Regions from separate parts of the Rattus norvegicus genome. Here region 2 is linked to region 1. A link is a contact called in public Hi-C data. All regions are on one chromosome and are shown on one strand. Each heading gives the region's core, a stretch centred on a gene start, on an enhancer-like site or on the middle of the called end of the contact. The rest is flanking DNA. Distances are from core to core; before and after follow the strand shown.

What was found. A called contact is a pair of places that touch in the nucleus more often than the background predicts.
Region 2: a Hi-C map of the A7r5 cell line shows a contact between it and region 1, with 2.7 times the contacts expected there. The contact joins the promoter of Ccnj here to the promoter of Tctn3 in region 1. A contact is called at or near these places in 5 of 12 Hi-C or Micro-C datasets (the A7r5 cell line, Schwann cells, frontal cortex and 2 more).

What each region holds. Positions count from the first base shown.
Region 1 is chr1:249,372,887-249,376,769 of GRCr8, reverse strand. It overlaps Tctn3 (tectonic family member 3), which reads left to right and starts at 2,072. Exons shown (of 14, transcript NM_001401840.1): 1 at 2,072-2,359; 2 at 2,509-2,632; 3 at 2,863-2,981. The coding sequence starts at 2,128. It also overlaps a transcript of Entpd1 not described here.
Region 2 is chr1:249,606,725-249,610,607 of GRCr8, reverse strand. It overlaps Ccnj (cyclin J), which reads right to left and starts at 1,617. Exons shown (of 6, transcript NM_001106369.1): 1 at 1,453-1,617; 2 at 787-896. The coding sequence starts at 855. It overlaps Cc2d2b (coiled-coil and C2 domain containing 2B), which reads right to left. Exons shown (of 34, transcript XM_063280394.1): 34 at 1,714-3,883.

The DNA.
Region 1 (3,883 bases), core at 823-3,322:
TGGCACTCGGTTCCCACCATCCACAGCAGGAGGCCACAACCAGCTGTAACTTCAGTTCCAGAGCCATCTTCCCCCTTTCTGTCCCTCACAGGCACCCATACTTGAGACTCACATAGTTAACCACCCAATCAGGTAAAAATGATTGAGGCTATTTAGAGCATGGAGATATATTTAAGTGATGAACTCCAAGGCATCATAAAACTTGAGGTCCTCTTGGAAAATATTCAGATGTCAAGTGTCCCAAATCTTATCTGCCCAGAAGATTCACCGGAAAGAGAGGCATCTGCAATCAGTTTTCAGGAGTGGACTGGGGCTTAGTTAGGTGACCCCTGGCCAATTCCCCCCAAACAATTAAAATAACCCAGATGTAGGGATTGTGACTCACAGGGAGATGACTAGCAGGTGAGTTTTGATCAAATGCAATTGCCCATTTCAATAGCTACTAGTCACCCAAGGTTATCTAACCTCGAATGACAGTTTTAAAATTAAATATTTAACAGCTCAAAGCACATTGCCTGCCTATCATGTGTGTGACAGCCACACATGTCTGTGTCTCAGATTAGTGGAAATACGGAATGTTTGTTTGTGCTATTGGACGACCAGAAGGGCCACGACACTCCTGAGAAGAGCAAACACATTCTAGAGAGTGCCACAAAACTTAATGGTAAAATGGTAAAAACAAACAAACAAACAAACAAACAAAAACAAAACAAAACAAAACAAAACAAAAAACCAGCAATAAGTTTTCTTCTTGGTTCCTTGGCTATTTCCACCTCTGAGTCTTGACTTTTGCCTCAGAAAATGTAACTTCCTCTAAGTCCTCAAATTCTTTCCCATCCTGTTTTCTTGTACTGAACCTCTCCCCTTACTACTTTCTAGCAACAAATGTACAGATCACCTTTATTGATATGATCCACTATGCCGGCACGCGTAAGAGACGTGACTTTCTATGTGTTTTTCTCCTTGAAATCACGGTCTTTCCACAAAAAGGGTCTCTTACCTTGGGAAGACCGATTGAAAGACACAAGCATTTTTTTTTTAAATAACATTTAAGTTGATAGAGTGTTTGCCAGGTGTGCATGAAGCCAAGGCCGTGAGTTTGACCTCCAAGATGTTGTGATGGCCTATATGATTGAAATTCTAGACCCAGGAAGATCAGAAAATCATTCTTGGCAACATCTTGAGTCTGAGGTTCAGCCTGGGCTACATGAAACTGTCATGGAGTTGAAATAAGCATTGTTTTACTGTGCTTTTTAAAAATACCATAGTATTACAGTGGAGAGATTTTTTTAAACTTTCTTTTAGATTTTATACATAGGAGTGTTTTGCCTGCATGTGTCTGTGTACCTGTCTGTGAGTGTCTGATGCCGCCTACTGAGGCCAGAGATGGCACAGGCAATGGATCCCTTGGAAATGGAGTTGCAGAAAGTTGTGAGACACCCTGTGGGTTCTGGGAGGCGAACCCCAGTTCTTGGACAGAACAAATATTCTTAACAGCTGAGCCATCTCTCAAGCCTCTATCATGGGGACTTTGTTCATTTGTCTTTGTTTTAGGGAACAGTCTCTCACTCAGTAGCCGAGGTTGGCCCAAACTCGTGATCCTGCTTGAGTCTAGGGAGTAACGAGGGCGATCCGGTACTCAGTTTCCCGGCACGCGTAAGAGATGTGACTTTCTATGTGTTTTTCTCCTTGAAATCACGGTCTTTCCACAGAAAGGGTCTCTTACCTTGGGAAGACCGATCAAAAGACACAAGTAATTCCAGTTCTTGCCTCTGGGTCTTCCCCTCAGCAAAGACTTCACTCAATTCCTCCAGGTCCGTAAAGGGCACCAACCTGATGCCAGCTGCCATCTAGCGGCAGAATAGGGCAAAGACGCCTTAGCCCCAGGGGCTCCCAGCGGTTGCCAGGTAACGGGAGCGGCGCGCCGCTAAGGAGGAGAGCGCAGCAAGAAGGACGCGCCGGGTCGTAACAACACGGTCTTCCATTGGCTGAAGAGCACACGGCTCCCGCTTGAGCCAATGCACAGATGGAAGCTGATGACGTCATCTCCGACTCCTCACCCCTGGGCTCTAGGATCTATCTGGAGACTCGGGCTCCTGTCGCACCCCTCTGCGGCCCGGCTGCCTTATGTGCACTCCGCAGCTGCTGCTGCTGCTGCTGCTGCTGCTGCTAGTGGGCCTGATGCTTTCTGACGCCGCCCGGCCGCAGCCCTCCTCCACAGCCCGGGCTCTGCCTACCTCCTGGGTCCTGGGGCCAGTGACGCCCGAAGTACCAACTACAGCGCCTCCAGACTTGTCTGAGAGTCCTACCCCCTGGACACTATCGATGCCCGAGAACGCGACCACCGACCCCTTCCCAGGTGATGCGGCGGGATACGGGATGGAAATACTGACTTCTCGGATCTAAAATTGTGTAGACAATATTGCTTCGCTACGTAGCTTGCAATGGGGCTATCCGCGAGGGAAAACTTTGGGGAGCTTCACCTCGCTTTGCCTCTTTCACTTATAGCCTTATCGATCTGTGTCTGTGACTTGACTCCTGGTACCTGCGATTTAAACTGCTGCTGCGATAAGGACTGCGATCTTCTCCATCCCAGAACAGTCTTTTCCTTCTGCCTTCCTGGTAGTGTAAGGTGAGCTGTGCTCTGGCTGAGAAGTAAGAGTGAGTTTCCTACCCCCAGATCCCCGCGTAAAATATTCCCTTGGGCTTTCCCGGGAGTGCTGAGCCATCCAGTAAAACATTACCCGGAATGTTGTACCTCTGCCCACAGACCCCCTTAGTGGCCTCAGACATTGGTAGGGTAGGGCCCCTTCCCTAACCGTACTCCACGCCCCTCCTCAGTATCTTCAACTTTCCTCACAGATCTTCAAGTTGGGTATGTGTGGACAACTCCCTGGTCTTCAGGAGCAACTCCCCATTTCCTTCCAGAGTTTTCACGGACTCCAGTGGAATCACACAATTTTGCGTCCGTGTGAACAACTGTGAGTAGAAACAAGTTTGGCCGCTCTTGTCATTTAACGTTTATTACGACGTGACTCTGTCTTTGGAGTTCTCCTGTCCTCCAAATCCCTATGTTACGACTACCCTCTTCCTTTCATTAGTAATTTCAGAAACCTCCAGTGACTCTCCACCACCTTTAAAATACTGCTCAGCAACTCTAGCCTGGCAATCAGCATTGATTGATTGATCGATGGATGATTGATTGATTGATTGATTGATTTCTCTTGCAAGCTTTTCTCTAATGATTTTATACTGCTCTTTTCTTTTGGACAAATTCATGTTCCTTGTCCTTAAGCTATGCCTTAAATTTCTCCTAAATTTCTTTCTTCTTACATTGGGAACATCTTACCTCTCCTAAGAATCTAATGTCATCTGCCCAAGTGAGCCCGTCCTGGGAAGTTGGAAGTTCTGAGACAGTCCTTTAGAATTTGCAGAGTTCTTTGTATGGTTGTAAGTTTATGTGAATATTATGACTTCCTCCAGATATCAAACTATCAGCCCCTTAAAAGGACAAGCTGTGGGAGTAGAGAAATGGCTTAGCACTTAAGAGCACTGGCTGTTCTTCCAGAGGACCCAGGTTCAATTCCCAGCACCCACATGGCAGCTCACAACTGACTGTAACTCCAACTCCAGGGGATCTGACACCCTCATACAGACATACATAGAAGCAAAACACCAATGCACATAAAATAAAAATAAATAAGTCACTTTAGAAAAGGGCAAACTGTATTTATTCACAGTGGATAAAATGTCTTGATAATGATCATGGAGGGTTGGGGGGAAGTGTTCTATTTCTAACAGGGTCTCTACAGCACGGTGGGGTGGGAAAACTGCAGACCAGCAAGTAGGGGACTGGGGATCTGCTCCTGGTTTTGCTAGCTTA
Region 2 (3,883 bases), core at 368-2,867, 230 kb before region 1:
GAAGCAGGGCTAGCGCATAAATCTGACTTATGACACACATGGTGAAAATCATTACTTAGACAACAATATACATACTTTGGTCCCAAAAGAGTGTATTCTTTTTTTTCAGTGTTTATTAAGTACACTGTTTCTGCTCTCTACACTGCCATTACCAAGGGTAGCTCCTTCTACCATAACAAGGCTTGCTGAATAGCCTCGATCTGAAGGACCAAGTAACAGTACGTTAGCACATACTCTTCCACTGTTCTAAGTTCCTCTACTGTATTTGCTTATCAGACTTCACGATCACCCCATAAGAAATGTTCCATCGTTATTTCTCCTTTTACAGATGACAGAAACTGAGAAACAGAAAATTAAGTAGTCTGAAGTCTCACGGCAAGTTTGGCAAAAGGCTGGAGAACGGAGTATGTATGGGGCTTACAACAGCTACTTGTAACAGCAAGGTATTTTCTAGTACAAGGCTCTCGCGCTCTCTCTCTCTCTCTCTCTCTCTCACACACACACACACACACACACACACACACACACACACACACACACACACACACCCATGGTCCACATGGCAACACTGGAACATCATCAACCTTCCTTCTCCCAACTACCACGCCCCAGTTCTCTTCACATTTACACGTTCTCCTGATGCATTCGAGGGAAGGAAGAAGTTAATTAACTTTGACAAATAAGCAAACTCGCCTTCTCTGGCCTGGAAGGAAGAGAGTAAAGAACCTGACTGGCCTTTCCAGGAAGCCCAAGAGCCGGGATGGGAAGGTCGGGTCTCGGGGTTACCTTGTACCGAAGCGCCTGGTGAATATCCGCAGCCAGCTGTCCTCGCCACCACTGCCCCTCCAGCTCCATGGAAGCCGGAGGCGCGCCCAGCCAGACGCCGCAACTTCAGTCTGGAAGACACGCCCCAGACGCGGTCACCGCCAGCAACTCTCCCCGTGTCCCCCCACGACCCTCCGCGCGCCCCCTCCTCCAGGGATGTGATCTCAGGTCACCCCGCGCGGCTGCTCATCTTCACCTGACCCGACCCCAAGCCATCCTCCAAGGCCAGTAAGGCCCGATCTACCCAGTTGGGAAGCTCCGGCTTAGTCTGCAATCGTCCGCTGCACGAGCTACAGAAAAGTGCGAGCTCGGAAAGCTCAGGGCCCGACGGCCCGCTTCGCGCTCTCTGAGTCCTGGGTTCGAACTCAGTCGCCCGCACATAGGCGCAGGAGCCCTGACTCTGTCGGGACGCCGCCGGAATGGAGGGTGACCAGGGCGCGAGGCCAGGTCCGCGCCGACAGCCCGGCACGCTCCACCACCCTGGGGATCTGAGGTGCGCCCGCCGCGGCGCGGCCCGGGAGCAACGAACAAAAGGCCGGGCGGGCCGGCAGCCGTGCTGCGCGCCTCGGAGCCTCCTCTCGCTTCGCTGCCCTCCCGCAGGCCTGCCCGGCCCACGCGGGTTCTTACCCGGAACCGCGGCCCTCACAGCCCCAGCCGGGCCGGCGTTCGCGGGGCGCCGGCAGCGTTCATGCCGCGGACAGTCGGCCGCGAAGCCCCCACCTCAGCTTGGGCCCAGCACCCGGGCGCTCGCGCCGCCCATTGTTAAAGGACCGGCAGGCGGCTCGCTGTACAAAGCCAGCGCCGGGGCACGGGCCGCCCGGCGCTGCCAATCCGCTCTCGCGATACAGCGGGGTCGCGCCGCGCCATCCAATCGGCGGCCGGGCCGAGCCAGGTGCGAGTCCGTCTCCACAGCCCCCGCCTAGTGTCGGGCCGTCTCGCTCTGCAACCCAGGCTGTCTGTCGGCGCCCGAGGGCTGCTCACCTGCAGAGAATCTCCGATCGGTCCCGGGTGCGGGCAGAGAAAGTTGCGGTGCCTCAGCCCTGCGATTAAAACTGGGCGGCGCGGGTGTGGCCCGCTGTCTCACTTCCAAGGGGCTGCTCTCCCGGACCCCCCAACCCCAACCCCAAACCTTCCAAATGGCTTTAGCTCTTACCAGTCCCTAAAGCGCTTTGGTTGTCAAGTTCTACTTCAGTTTCCCCTCTAAACCCAGTACTCTTTGAGCTCTTCTAACTCAGCTTTTCTTGTTGCTTTCGCTTCAGCGATTCACGACTGGAATTAACATCTTTAGCAACCTGGCTTGTCAAATCCATAATGGATGTAATTGGCCATCTGTGGTGGTCAATGAAGAAACCCTAAACGGTGGGAACAACACTCACTCAATAGAGGTGATGCTGGAATTGGTGTGTGAGTAACAGAAACCCCATCAATTATATTTGAAAGTGGACCACCATAAAAGAAGTAGACGGGTCCACAGATATAGAGCGACTCTTTTTCAATATTTAAACATAAATCATGAGACCTCACCCCTTACTTTGAATATTTTGTTAAGAAAGAGGAAGAGTGACAAAGGGCTACTACAAAAAGATGAGTGCACACGGCGGGGAGCCTGACTTATCACACCGGTGTTTGCATACATCCCGGAAGGACTGCTGCAGACCCCGGTGTGACAATGTTACACAATGCCCGGGGAAAGCAGGGATTCAGGAACTGATGGGAAGAAAATGGAAGCGTACACGTGAAAGTTGGCAGAACCCAGCCTAGCCTGGTGCAGTTGGGGAAGAGGCTACTGGCAGAGGAGAAGGACGTTATCTGACTAAAATTTTCATGTCGTTTATGGTATTTAAATAGTACCCAAGTCCTCGGTTTCCAATTCATGACTAGTAAGCAGCTTTATGGCGATAATTTGGCTTCCAAATGACTTAAGAGTCCAGGCCTTCTTAAGAACCTTTTCGGAAAAGTGGGTCACAGACTGTAATCGTCTGTGTGATCCTGTAATAAGCAGGTTGTCCTACAGTCTCTACTTTGAAGACGTTTGCCGGGAGATACTGGTTTAGAAAGCATGTATTATTCTAGACTTAGATGGCTCATAATAAGATGCCAATATTCATTCTTGTTCATGCCTGTGTATGTCTCTGGTGGTCTTAGAGTCCTAAAAGGAACTTCAGCCCCCCCCCCCTTTTTTTTTCATTTCTTTAGAGTGAGCTGGGCAGAAAGTTACCTCAATTGTTGTGATCCCATAGTTTACATTCTACTGGGAAGAGAAAGTCATAATAGATGAGAAATAAATCCATACCACATGGTAACAGGTGCGGTGAGGAGAACAAAATGAGGGGTTGGGGATTTAGCTCAGTGGTAGAGCGCTTGCCTAGCAAGCGCAAGGCCCTGGGTTCGGTCCCCAGCTCCGAAAAAAAGAAAAGGGGAAAAAAAAACCCCAAAATGAAAGACTAGTTAGGTGGATGTTGTTTTATGATAGGAAAGCCATGCAAAGGCCTGAGGGGAAGTAAGTGACCGGGTATCTAGCTGGCGGAGGTGTGCCAGACAGAGGGGACTATAAATGCAAAAGGGTTCTCAGGAGAAAACGGATTCGGAAGGAAAGTGGAGGACAATTTACATCTTCAGTAAAGATACTCCAAACTTGAAGTGACTAGCAAGGGTTTTAAAGTGAACCGGACAAGGCACCCCCACAGCCAGAGAATGGAACCCTGAGTCGGGTTGCAAGAGGTGAGGGGGGGGGGACCAGATTCTCTGGTAGGCCTTTGTAATTCCGGGTACTTCAGGCAGTGGGAAGCCGCCATGCTCTGGCGGCCAAGACACTAACATCAGAACACGCAGGGGAGGGGATTATTCATGAAGTTCTCTATACTTGATGCAGTGTGTTATCAAACGCTGTGTGCTGAGAACTAGGGGAGAGGGCCAGCAGCAAAGTGTTTGCCCAGACATACCTGAGTCCCTGGCTTCAAGCAATGGTACCACAAACCAAAACATTGTAAACAATACACAAAATGTATCTAAATGTTAAAAAAAAGAAATCTATTGCTTTTTGTCAAAAAAGAAAACA